Regions from separate parts of the Columba livia genome. Here region 1 is linked to region 2. A link is a contact called in public Hi-C data. All regions are on one chromosome and are shown on one strand. The core of a region is the stretch at or near the end of the contact, and the rest is flanking DNA. Distances in the headings are between cores, read along the strand shown. Region 1 overlaps ABI1 (abl interactor 1). Region 2 holds the start of ABI1 (abl interactor 1).

Region 1 (6,043 bases), core at 2,093-4,592, 65 kb before region 2:
GCAGCTGAATTTCTAACTGCAGTCTACATAAAAGAAAATCTTGTGAGACAAGAGTAGGAAGCATTCACAGTAGCCAGCTAAACAGATTAACAAGATCTTGGTTGCAGCCAGATTTAGGAATTATTACATTCTGACAGTATCTCATGATCAGCTGTGTCCAAAATACTCTCTCAAGCTCCATTAGTGACCTACCATGTTTAACTGCCTACTGGGAGTTTAAAAAAAAATAAGAATGAAGCTCTCAAAAATAAGCTAACATTTACTTCTAACTATATTGAATTCTTTAATCTGTTTTTCCCCTGCAGTTTGAAGCCCATGATAAAAATCAAACTGAAAAAACTGAATTCACTCAAGAGGCTCAGAGAAAGATCAAGCCTTGCAATTCGAGAAAAAAAAAAATGGCACTAAAAAAAACCCAAAACAACGAGGTACAATCTGAAATGCCCTTCTCACTCAAAACACATACTCCTCTTTCAAAGCCCTTCAGCACGTGGAAACAAGTGGTTGATGCCAATACCTGCTCTGTGAATAGCTTTTATTTTCTGCTTCTATTATGCTAGCACTGATTATGAGCATTAAGTTCTAGTAAAAAGAAAGCAATCAGCTCTTTCAGACTACCTTAATCATGGTGTTTCTAACCAACAGAAATTTCCCTTTGCAATTAGTGGTCTTGAGAACAACAACAATAAAAACCTATTTTAGGCTAAGGTTTATAATGCAGTTTCAAACCCAGTAGGACCCATCACTACCTTGCAACTGCATAAATTTTAAAGTTTTGCTTATTCTTGGGAAAGAAATCGTAGAACAAAATAAATTTATTATATAAAACAAGGCCTGTAGTTATGGAACCTGCTAGATTAAATGAGGCTTCCATAGAGTATGAAAACAGTTTTATGTGCTAGAGTAGTCAACAACACAGTCATGTTCTGTTAATGCGGAGTGGCAGAATAACTCACCTTTTGCCTCTCAACAAAAAGCTAACAGGCACAAAGCTTCAAAGCTTTTCCATTATTTTAGTAAGCAAGAGCATGCCAAGCAGGAAGGAGTTACGGTGAGAAAACACTCTACCTGTGTGTTCTTGGTCTCTGGTTCAAGGAAGCCGTCCTTCCTGGACTGTGCTGACTGCCCAGTCTGGCAGGACTGGTCATGTAATCGTTGGGGACTGTTGGCGGTTTGACTGGCTCCAGGGTTTTGTAAGGAGTATTTCGTCTGGTCAACAAAAAAAAGATTTAAAGACAGATAAATGAGCAGAAGATCAAAAGGATAAATGAATGAAGTGGTGAAGCCATTTGTTTCCTTAAGTTTTCATAAGAGATCACTGCACAGTGACCCACATTGCAGTACATGAAACGAATTCCACTGGGCAGGGTAGACAGGTCACATTCAACTCTCTTAAGTGCTCTTATGCAGATCCATACAAGTTGGCCTACAGCACATAAAGTAGTTAAAAAAGCCTGAAGTAAATTTACCACCAAAAATATATTATTTGAATCACATAACATACAATAGTTAACATCTGTGTAACATTCTGGAGTTACCTTTCAGTACAGTGTTTGTGAGCAGCTCTTCCACTGTAACAATATCATCTTTCCTCCCTTCCTCCCCACCCCCCCCAAATGCTTTCCAAACAAGTATTCTTGGCTAAAGGTATTCAACTCACTGAGACAGGAGTAAGGCTGCAAGATTCACAGCTACATTTGCAATCACCAAGGCTCTTCCTAGCAGCATCATTTCACACAGTAATTCAGCAACCTCATATCACTTAGGCAGATCTTAAAGTGCCTTGGATGAGCTTCATTGTCTCAGTTTTCCAGCCCAAAGAAGTGAAGCCCAGAGACTCCCACAGTCACCTAGCAGACTGCATCAAGTCAGAAATATAACACAGATCTTGCGAGATCTATTTACCAGACCCATTACTGCCTTAAGAACAGAGTGTTTATTGTACTGAATTGCAGAGCTCTTCAGTTCTCACCAGTAACTAAGAGATCCCTTGCAAGGCATGGAATTTGGCAATGCACCAGCTAAGCAAAACCAAAAATACTTAACTATTGGCATTTAATCATTTCTTCAGTTACTGGTTTTAACTGAGCTGATAAGTTACACAGCTTCCTGGTATTTTAAGAGACTTATTGACTTCCTTTTTACAATATGGAATGCAACAGCACTAAATTTTAACTACAACATTCTACTATTAAAACCTCTAAAGGAGAGAAGTGGAAATACCATAATTGTTTGCATGCACTGTGGTGTTTGTAAATTAGTTTGTCTACATAAAGAACTCCAGATGATTTTAATATGCAGACTGCCACCACCTATAGATCTGCCAAAAGAGATCAGTCATGGGAAAAATAAATATACTTTGTATTTCGGTTGTAAGAGATAGAGCTCTAAATACCATCAAATAAAATGATAACCAAGGAAGATTTTAAATATGCTTCCAACAGAAATAACCTTGAAAATGTTTTAAGATATTCTACCCTGGAAGGCCCTGGCAATACTACTACTCAGATCTGCAGTACCGTTTATTTTGCCTGGACAATTAAAAATCTTGTCAAAAGCAAACCCCCACTACACCCTCAGGTTCAGCCATGCCTCAGTTTCTCCTTTGCTCTTCTCAGCTTCATTGAAGCACTCAAACTCCAAAGCACCAGAGAAGTCAAAACCAATTTCTTTCCATCACTCAAGTCCACTCCTTCCCTTTGCTTCTCTGCCAGCCCCAGAGAGGAGAACCCTCCCTCCTGACACTGCCCGGTGCTCCCTGCCCTGCTGTCCCTCCATGCTGCAGTGTGGCGTGATGCCCAGTGCCACCAGGAAGGGTCCAGGGAGCCCAAGGCCTTTGCTCTGCTCCAGCACCCTCAAGGCCCAACGGCTACTCCCTCCATCCAGCTCCAGAAATTCACTCCTCCTCCTGTGACACTTCCACCCAGAGCATCCGAGCTTTTCCACAGTCTCTCCTGGGTCCAGTGAGGAGACTCCTGCTTCCTGCAGCCCCTTTCCCTTTTCAGCCCACATGATTTCTGTGCAGAACTCCATCCCCACCATATTCCTTCAGCTAGTCCTGCCTCAGAGGGACAAGCTGCACAATAGAGAGCACATGCTTAACAGCCTGTGTTACACACCAAGCTCAGTTCTGATTTTACATGGTTCTCTGTTTTCTGGATCAAAGGGAGAAGAGTAGTATCCTTGCAGTTTCTAGCAATTTTTTCTGCATATATTAGGGAAACAGTCATGCCTATGATATTTCATGCTTTGGCAGAACACGGATGCTCAAGACAAGAGCTGGGCTTCCTGAACAAGAAGGGCAGATAGAAATCTCTGTTACCCACCCACATTATTCCTCCCCCTCAGCCAACTGCTGTCTCTTGTCAAGCTCATCTGGAAATGACATTCAGCTGATTAATCCTTATCAGGCATCAGCTAAGGCAACCAAACAGCTCTGTCTTGTTCAGGGGAGAGCATTAGAGAGAGAGCTCACCAGCACATCAACACTGCTGTTTCAATAGCAAGCGTAGGACATGAAAGCGCTACCCAGCTTGCCAGGGCTGATAAACTACTCTTTCTCAGCTGGGATAAGAGAGACAATTGGAATACTGATTGCATGCCCTTGAGCAATGGGAATTTTCACAAAACATGCTGAGGAAACCTCCAGGGTAATTTCTCTGCAGAAAGGGAAACAAACACTGCCATGGTAAAGCAGCAAAACACCAAATCAGGATTAAAAAAAAAAAAAGAAAAAAAAAAAAAGCTAGTATTTGACAAAAGGAGTTGCTGCTTCTAATTTTCCTTGACCTCTGCTGCTCGTCTGCCATCCTGTTCCATCTCATCGCTCCTCATTTTTCCAGCTCACCACCTCTCTCAGACAACATACCTGAAGCCAACACAATGTGGCGGATGCACTCAATTCCCCTACAGCCAAACTGGCAGCAGTTTGGTCCAGGCTCCAGAGGAGGTGAGGGCCTGCACCACAGTCAGGCCAAAATCTCCTTCCAGGAGACCCACAAGGAAGCAGAACAGCACACTGAACACCGGTAACTTGTGGGCGCAGGGAGGGTCGTGCAGACTTTCCTGCTGTATGCAATCTGACTACGAGTCACCCACTTTATTCTACAAATATGACAGCCTGGATGAGCCCACTTTGATCTCTGCCTGCTAAATAAGAGAGCTGTATGGCACTGTTTTTACCACTCACAGGTCAGTGGATGAGCCCAATTCAAGTTCAATATAGTAATAACTTAGCTTAAGTAGATGCATACTAAATGTAATTAAGTATTTCAAGAGATAAAGGTTGTATGATTTTCAATATATTCTTTGCTTTATGTTACTTAGTAAGCTGTTTTTTCTAAAATTAAGCTGTAAAGTTCTGCTCATATTTACCAAAAGCAACTACAAACTACACTGAACACTTATAAGATAAGACCTATTTTGCATTTAGCTGAGAAAAAAGGATTTATTCAGACAAAACAGTATCTGCAAGGCTATGGACCATAAACATTGTCTACTGCTGAACAAAACAAAGGCCCACATGGAATCCGACAAAAAAAGATCCAATGAGAAGCAAGAAGATTCAAAGTGAAATATTGCTATTGGACTGAATCATGGTATGAATGACCTGTAAAGATATAGAAGTTTGTAGTTTTCTATGCTTGCGGGGACCTCTGAGCAGGTACCCAGCTTAAGCCAGCCCTTCTGCTATTCTGCTCCATTAAATTTTTTATTTTGTAAGAATTTTGTCTCCTGAAAGTCTGTTCTGCATATGGTTACCAGGCCTTGCCTGAAAGTTTGCCTCTGGAGTTCTAAAATACAGACTCCAGAGCAAACAGTTATCAGGGAGGGAAGGTGCCTGAAAGTTTGCTTCATGAACGGGTATGGGCACTTGGAGAGGTCAGCAGCATTTGGCTTGGCATATTTCCCCCATGCAGTAAATAACAGAATGAACCTGCCACCGAACTCTTTTAAGTTGCATTTCTCTTTAAGTAATCTAAACATTGTTCTGCAGTAAGCAGAACCCAAATTACTCCCCCCGACACACAACCATGCCACAGCTTTACAGTGCCACAGTCCCTCACAGCATAAAGGAAAGACTGGGAGTGACAAATAGGTAAGACGGGCTTGTTCAGGATGCCTTTTGGAAGATGTTGCACAGTTGGACATACAAAACCATATGGCACGTGCTCTGAGTTTCTCAAGCATTAATGTTTTGCTCTCTAGCAACAAAACTACTTGCTGGCACATGAAGATAAGCAGATTTCATTACCCACAGGTCCACAGCAGCAAAATAGATGCTACAGCAGGGAACTCTGCTCACAGAAGCACTTGGGAATAGCAAAATCCTTCCTCATTTAAGCATAAAAATAGAAGTGCACAAGCCTGTAAGAATCAACGTTGCCAATGTGTTCACAATGCCACTAATTTTGCTTAGATAATGCAAACAGATATGGCACCAAACAGACACTTCATTCCTCTTATAATATTGAAAAATGAGTAGACAAAAACTTTCACAATAAAGTCTCTCCCCCACTGAAGTTAAAACCTCATTGATATTCTTTTGTGTTACTAAGGATTTCTCCCCCAAAACTGGAAATAACAACCACCCCCTCATTTACCCATATGTACAACAAAGCCTTCCACCACAAAAAAAAAAACATTCTTTCAAAGGGTCATAATAAAAATAAGAGTTAATGCAACTGAAAGGGTTTATACAGAAGATGTAATTATGGTTTTTTTCCTGAAGAAAATCAGAATTGCCATCTATCCACGTATTTAAGAAACACCAACACTGGCACAATTAAAACTATTACCCAGGCAGGACCAAGCAGTCTTTATTCTTACCCCAGAGTTCCCCGGCCTGACATGGGAGGACTTGGTGGTTTTTGTGTAGGCGGATTTGTTCTTGACAAGGTGCCAGTTCTTGCAGGCTGGTTATTTCCATGCTGAAATAAGGGAAAACATGATTTTATTTTTATAACAGAGCAGCTCTATTATTGACAGCTGCTTTTTTTTTTTTTAAGTGTAAGAATATGAAGTGAGAATTCCCAGACAGCTG
Region 2 (5,971 bases), core at 394-2,893:
GCTCCTCCATTACAAAAAACAGTAGGACAGCTTACGAATGACACATGTCAGAGAATTTAATGACTTATATTAAATACTCATCATACGTAGCCTTAGATTCAACAAGTTCTCTTTACAAGCTGTTCAGTAATTAGAGTTTATTTGCTTTACTTCTTCATTTTTTTTACTAAAAAAAAAAAAAAAAAGTTGAATTTGAGCATCTTTGGATGGTTCTGTGTCCACATTTGTATGACTACATATACAGACTTACAGAGTTATGTACTGCAAATCCTGAAAAAAATAATAATAGTAAATTGTGCTTAAAGCGGCTTCACAAAACTAGACCTAAAGCAAGGCCAAAAAGTACTGCCAATCTAAAGGGAAAAAAATCCACCCTGACTGGTGGAGACACGCTACAGCCAATGGAGCCTCTCCAGCATCGGTGTGAAGCCGGTGTGCCAGGCTGCTTGGCGTGAGAAGCCTGCGGGAGACACGGATTGCCATTTTGAAACGCCGCCTCCCGCTCGCACACCGGTGCCTGCACACGGGCAGTTCCCGCCCCCGCAAACCCCGAGCCGCAGCGCTGCCGAGACCGCGGCTCCCTCGGCCCGGCCGAGAGCTGCACGCCCGGGCGGACCCGGCGGTTCCCAGCGCGGATCCCCGCCGATGACTGAGCTCCGTGATGTCACCGGGGTGCGGGGCCCCTTCCGCTCCCCGCGCCGCTGCCAATGGCGGCCCCGCGCTGCCGCCGCGGCTCTGGCGGAGGGGCCGGCCGGCACCCGCGTTCCACGTGAGGCGCGGAGGGCGCGGAGCCGCCCGCCTCAGCAACCGCCACCCCGCCGGCTTCCCGCGGAGGGAGCCTCGCCGGGGAGCGAGGGGGAACCTGAGGTACCGGCTGCGAGCCGGCCGCACGGGGAGGCTCATCGGCCCTCACGCCCCACTCACCCCCAGCCCAGGGAGGTCTCCGGGATATGACTCATAATAAATAAATAAATACAAAAAGGGAAGGCGGGGGGGGGGTTTGAAGGGAAGAAAAAAAAATGAAAAAAAAAAAAAAAAAAAAGACACACCCTCCGAGCCGGACTGACATAATAACCCCCTCCCTTCCCCTCCGGAGCGGGGAGAGGGAAGCCCGTTCGTTCGGCTGGAAAAGTTGAAAGAAAAGGCAAACCCAAGGGAGCGGCGGCGGGGGCAGCCAGGCGCCGCGCTGCCCCTCAGGCGGCTCCGGCCCCGCCGCCCGCACGGAGAGCGCAGCCGAGCCTCCCAGCGCCGGCCCCGCTGCACTGCCCAGCCGCCCCTCACCTGGATGTAGTTGTTTTCGCAGTAGTCGGCGACTCGAGTGAGGTTCTGGTAGCTCTCGAGCAGAGCCCGCTTGCCAGAAGGGATTTCCTCCTCTAGCAACATCTGCAACTCTGCCATTTTCCACCCCTCCGCATCGCTTCCTCTTGCATTAAAGAGACAGCGGCAGCGCCGGGCTCGCAACCCGCCTGGTATTGTGGGATTCCTCCTCGCCTCGCTTTCGTGAGCGCTCGCTTTCCCCACCCATCCTTCCCCCGCCGAGGGGAGGAGGGAGGGAGGGAGGGAAAGAGAAAAAACCACCGCCGCCCCTGTTTTGCAGAGCAGGCCGGGAGCTGTAGGCAGCGCCGCAGCGCGCATGCGCAGGTGGGATGGGGCGGGCGCTGCTCGTAGCCACCGCCCGCGGCCGCCGAGGGGAGATGGCGGTGTATGGGGCGCCTGCCCCGCCCGGCCGCTGTGGAGAGCGGCGGGAGAGCCGTAGAAGGGCTGTGGGACAGTCCTAGGAACGAGAGGACATGCTCGTGTGCTTCCCCCGCCCTCCCTCAAAAAAAGCCCCCGCCCCACCAGTGCTGCCCTGAGGCGGCGTCTCCCTTCAGGAGAACCCAAAAGCGTCTGGAAGGGAAGGGCCGCCCTTGTCCAGCCTCCTTTCAGGCTAGAAATTTGTGAGATGACAACAAAATTGGTAAAACGATACGATTATTGAGATGGGCTAATTAGTCACCAGGGGATTACCCTGAGGGGGTGGGAGAAATACTCTAAACTGTGTAGATCTTTATGAAGCCCTGCCCAGGAGTAATAATTGACAATTAGCGTTTTTCTGGGTTTAGTTTCACAAGACAAACTTAAATATTTGGCTGAGGTAAATGCATTATTCCTGCCACTCCTTTACCTCAGTTGTTATCATCGTTTCGGGGCCTGCTCTGGTTGTTGAAAAGGTATGCAAAAGTCCAGTCATTATTAGTACAATCTCTCTTGCATGTGTTTTGTTGGGGTTTTGGTTTGTTTTTTTGTTGTGTTGTTGTTGTTGGGGGGAGTGTTTGTTTTTGTTTTTTGGGGGTGGTTGGTTTGTTTGTTTGCGGGGTTTTTTGTTTGTTTGGTTTTTGGTAAGCGAAATCCTGTTTCTGTGATGATACCAGAAGAAAAGCCAGTAACAGCAGGTGGTTTCTGTGCTGGGTTGTCCAAGCCTGCCTTTGCAATGAGTAAGAGGCCCAGAAGAAGCCGTCTCCAAGGCTGTTATTCGTGCCTTGGCCTTGTGTGCTGTGTGTACACAGTTACAAATGCAACTGGAACCGGGCCTTGCATTTTAGTAGTTGTCCCAGAGAAAACCACCGCAGTGAAAAGTCAGCACGCTTCAGAAAAAAATACTCTCAAACACAGTATCGTTAGAGCAGACTGCCTCACCTCTGCATAAACGTGTGTATTTTGCATGTCTTTGGAGTCAGCACTGACAACCGTTCTGATCAGGATCCTTTGGTATACCTGCTGATGTCTCTGAATCCAGGTGGAGAGAAGAAAAATAGATCTCGCTTCACCTTGGAGATCAGCAAAGTCCAGCACCTCGGTCTAGAGCCATGAGGTGAGGTTGAATGGTAGGGAGCCTGGGAAACACCAGTGAGCCTGGTCTTAGGAGTTGGAGTTACAAAAATCCGACCCCTGGCTGGGAACAGCTAAACAGGTGCTCAGAGAGATATTTGCGTGCTCTCTGGGACAGCAGAGGAAGGAGCTGGTATAGTCACAGCACTTGCTGAGGGGTAGAAATGCACCTACATTGCTATCTTCTGATGGTTAATTCATTTAGCAGCTTAGCAAAATTATTTCCAAAGTGGTTTTAATAACTCTCTTTAGTACAGCATGTAATTTCCAATAAAAGATTTTATTTTATATTCCAAATACCCTGTTAATGTAAAATAATTAAATTTCTTCTGCAACAGAATTGAGGTATAGACAAGCTTTTAATGGGTCCCAAGGCAAGCATGATCAGAAACCACCTTGGGCACTGGCTTCTCCTTGTTTCCAGCTATCATAAAACAAAGACAAATTTGATTTCTTTATTCAGTCTGCAAATTGCTTAACACCCATTGGCTTGAATGAGTCTGTAATTGCCTACAGATCACAGACTGACTTCATGGAAGCTGTTAACATCTTCAAATGTAGCACAACTGTTGTCGGCTCTTCTTAAAATGTTACTGCCGTCCCTGTACCAAGAGACAGCAGATATGTGGGACCTTGCACATCAACGTTTTTCGGTATGAGAAAAATCAGTCGTGTGTGTTTTGTGAAATGTACTTCAGCAGGCATCCCGGTCCTACAAGCAGATGGCAGCACAGCAGCTGAGCGGAGCACTGCTGGCTCCCAGGAAGCACACCTGCCTCAAGCAGCAGAGCAGAGAGTACAGTCCCATTCCCTCCACCGGATCTCGACCAAAAGGCCTTGCACAAGCCGGAAAACTTGCCAACTCTTCCTCAAAATGTGCTCGGAACTCAAGAAGACCTTGGAAGACCCCATCAAAGAGCGCCACCTTGTGACGTCTCCATCGGGACTTTTCAGCCCTCTTGGCACAGCCGGGCGTTATCCCCATGCCCAGTAGATTGAGCTGTGACAGGTACAGAAGCACTCGAGCTGCCTTCACACTGAGCTAGGTCAGGTCCAGCAGGAATTTTTAACTTAGTGGTATACAGCCAGGGCAGTACTGCTGTGAGGGCCGAGCAGAGCAAGATGTATTGAGAATTGTGGTGCAAACATGCTCAACTAGTTAGGTCAGTGGGCCTTATTAGCTCCTATTCCATGTTAGCCCTTCTGCTTTCAGAATTGCTCTGCAGGGTCACTTGAGTGTCTTTGCAGTGTCTTCCTCATGTCTGAGGTTCCTGGAGGGTTTATTAACTCAGACACAATAGACCCAAGCTTGTTCCATTGGTGTTCATGGTGTGTACACCAAGCGATTCCAAAGCACAGAGACATTTGGGTAGCAATGCAAGTGCTAGCCAAATCTAGCAGAACCAGCGCTGAGCCAGAGCAAATAAATCCTGGACTTGAACTGACCTTTGCTGAAGACACAAGTGTGCATTTGAACTGCATTCATTGTGTTTTTCTTTAGAAGCTGTTCTATTCTTGGTTTTGTTTTGTTTTTTTACTTATCACACCTTCCCATTGCTCTAGACAATAAACTGCTGATTAGAAGAAGAAGTTAGCTAACTTAAGGTACTTCAAGTGGACAAAACATCTGGGACTTAAAATTTTTCTGGCCAGGGTGGCTGGACTAGCAGAGTAAAAAATGTAATGATGATCCTCAAGCTCTATCCAAATGATCACCTGAATGAGATCCCATCCTCTCTTGGAGCCTCAATTGTCTGTCTGAGATTTGTTCCTCCTCAGTGGGGCATGATGATATCCAGGAGCAGTACTGTACTCCTTGGACATAGCCCATTTTTGACTGGAAGAGAAAAATGCAACTGTATTCTAAACACACCTGTTTAGAACAGCATCAAAGCAGCAGCATCAAAGCAGCTTCTCCTGCACTGTAATTTGTGCAGCTCTGTAATTGTCTATTGCCTTTCCTAGGCCATGGATTGACAAGTGTCTTTTTTCTTCTCTTGGGAACATTACTTGCTTTGGTAGTGTTGGTTGGACAATCACCCTTTATTTTTTGTTGGACTGTTCCTCAGCAGGATCAATTCCTGATTTGGTTGTTTCATTACACAAGCACTTTTGACAGTGCAATGGAAAGGGAGATGAGGGATCTGAAGGGGCAGCTGGAGGCACAGAGGACACAAGGGCCACCACATCAGCTCTACTGCCAAATGCCAAGTCTCATGTTCTTGTAAGAAAATTTTTGTTTACTGCAGTGACATATTTACAAAAGTGTGTCTGTACTGAGACAATCCTATGTGAATACTTAATGCTATTTTTTTTTTTTTTTCTGGAAGCAAAAGTCACCTTTTTGGTATTTCCAATACTAAATTAGAAGTAGCTGCTCAAGAAGCTACATCGCTGTCTTGGTTTGCCTTCCTGTGCTTTACATCTAACCCACAGAGATCTAGTCTTTGCTTAAAAACCAGAGTAATTAACCATATTGATATTTCAGTTATCATCATAGGGTGTCTGACTATTGCAGAGATGAATGGGGCTGTTCCCACTTCTCAGACACAATCTGTCAGGCTCTCTGTGCTCTTGTGGGCACCTCTGCATGTCCTTTTTTCCAATTAATGTTTTTAAGGTTTTCCTCACAGCCGTTAACAACTGGAGATGCTCCCTCCTGCCTCTCTGCAGGAGCAGGGATGTTTGGGGTAGGGCTGTGTCTCTTGAGTCTGGTCTAAGGACCCTGTGGCACCCCCCTACCAGTTGCTAGGCAGCCGGTGAGCTCTGTGCAGCAGAGGCAGCACACGCCAGCCACGCATTGCTAGGTAGCCCGAGCTGCTGGAGAGCGCAAAACTAATAAGATTCAAAATTGCTGCTTCAAGTATGCACAAGATAAGAGCAGCACAAAAATAAATAGTTCTACTGTATTTTGACATGACCTTTCTTCTCTCATGTATTTCCACTTGCAGGATTTGCCTTCTGTCTCAACCTGATTTTTCATAAAACTCTCTCCCCTTCATCCCTCCTGCATGCTCATCTTTGCTCCTCAGCAGTGCTCTGGTGTCAACAGTCCTTTTTCTCTCAACCCTGCTACCCTTTTCTTAGTCTGTCATCTTGATTG

The links. Hi-C and Micro-C count contacts between places; a contact is called where the count stands out from the background.
Region 1: a Hi-C map of liver shows a contact between it and region 2, with 2.2 times the contacts expected there. The contact joins the enhancer-like site here to the promoter of ABI1 in region 2. A contact is called at or near these places in 2 of 2 Hi-C or Micro-C datasets (crop and liver).

The regions. Positions count from the first base shown.
Region 1 is chr2:18,305,465-18,311,507 of bColLiv1.pat.W.v2, reverse strand. ABI1 (abl interactor 1) reads right to left here. Exons shown (of 10, transcript XM_005513796.4): 4 at 5,830-5,930; 5 at 1,069-1,209. Among named protein-coding and RNA genes, the nearest start is that of PDSS1, 41 kb to the left of the region's middle. Within about 2 kb of position 3,342, at least 1 of the 3 cell types and tissues checked has an H3K27ac peak away from gene starts, as active enhancers do.
Region 2 is chr2:18,238,511-18,244,481 of bColLiv1.pat.W.v2, reverse strand. It overlaps ABI1 (abl interactor 1), which reads right to left and starts at 1,643. Exons shown (of 10, transcript XM_005513796.4): 1 at 1,282-1,643. The coding sequence starts at 1,635. It overlaps LOC135578420 (a long non-coding RNA gene), which reads left to right and starts at 1,674. Exons shown (of 4, transcript XR_010469972.1): 1 at 1,674-2,210; 2 at 3,385-5,092.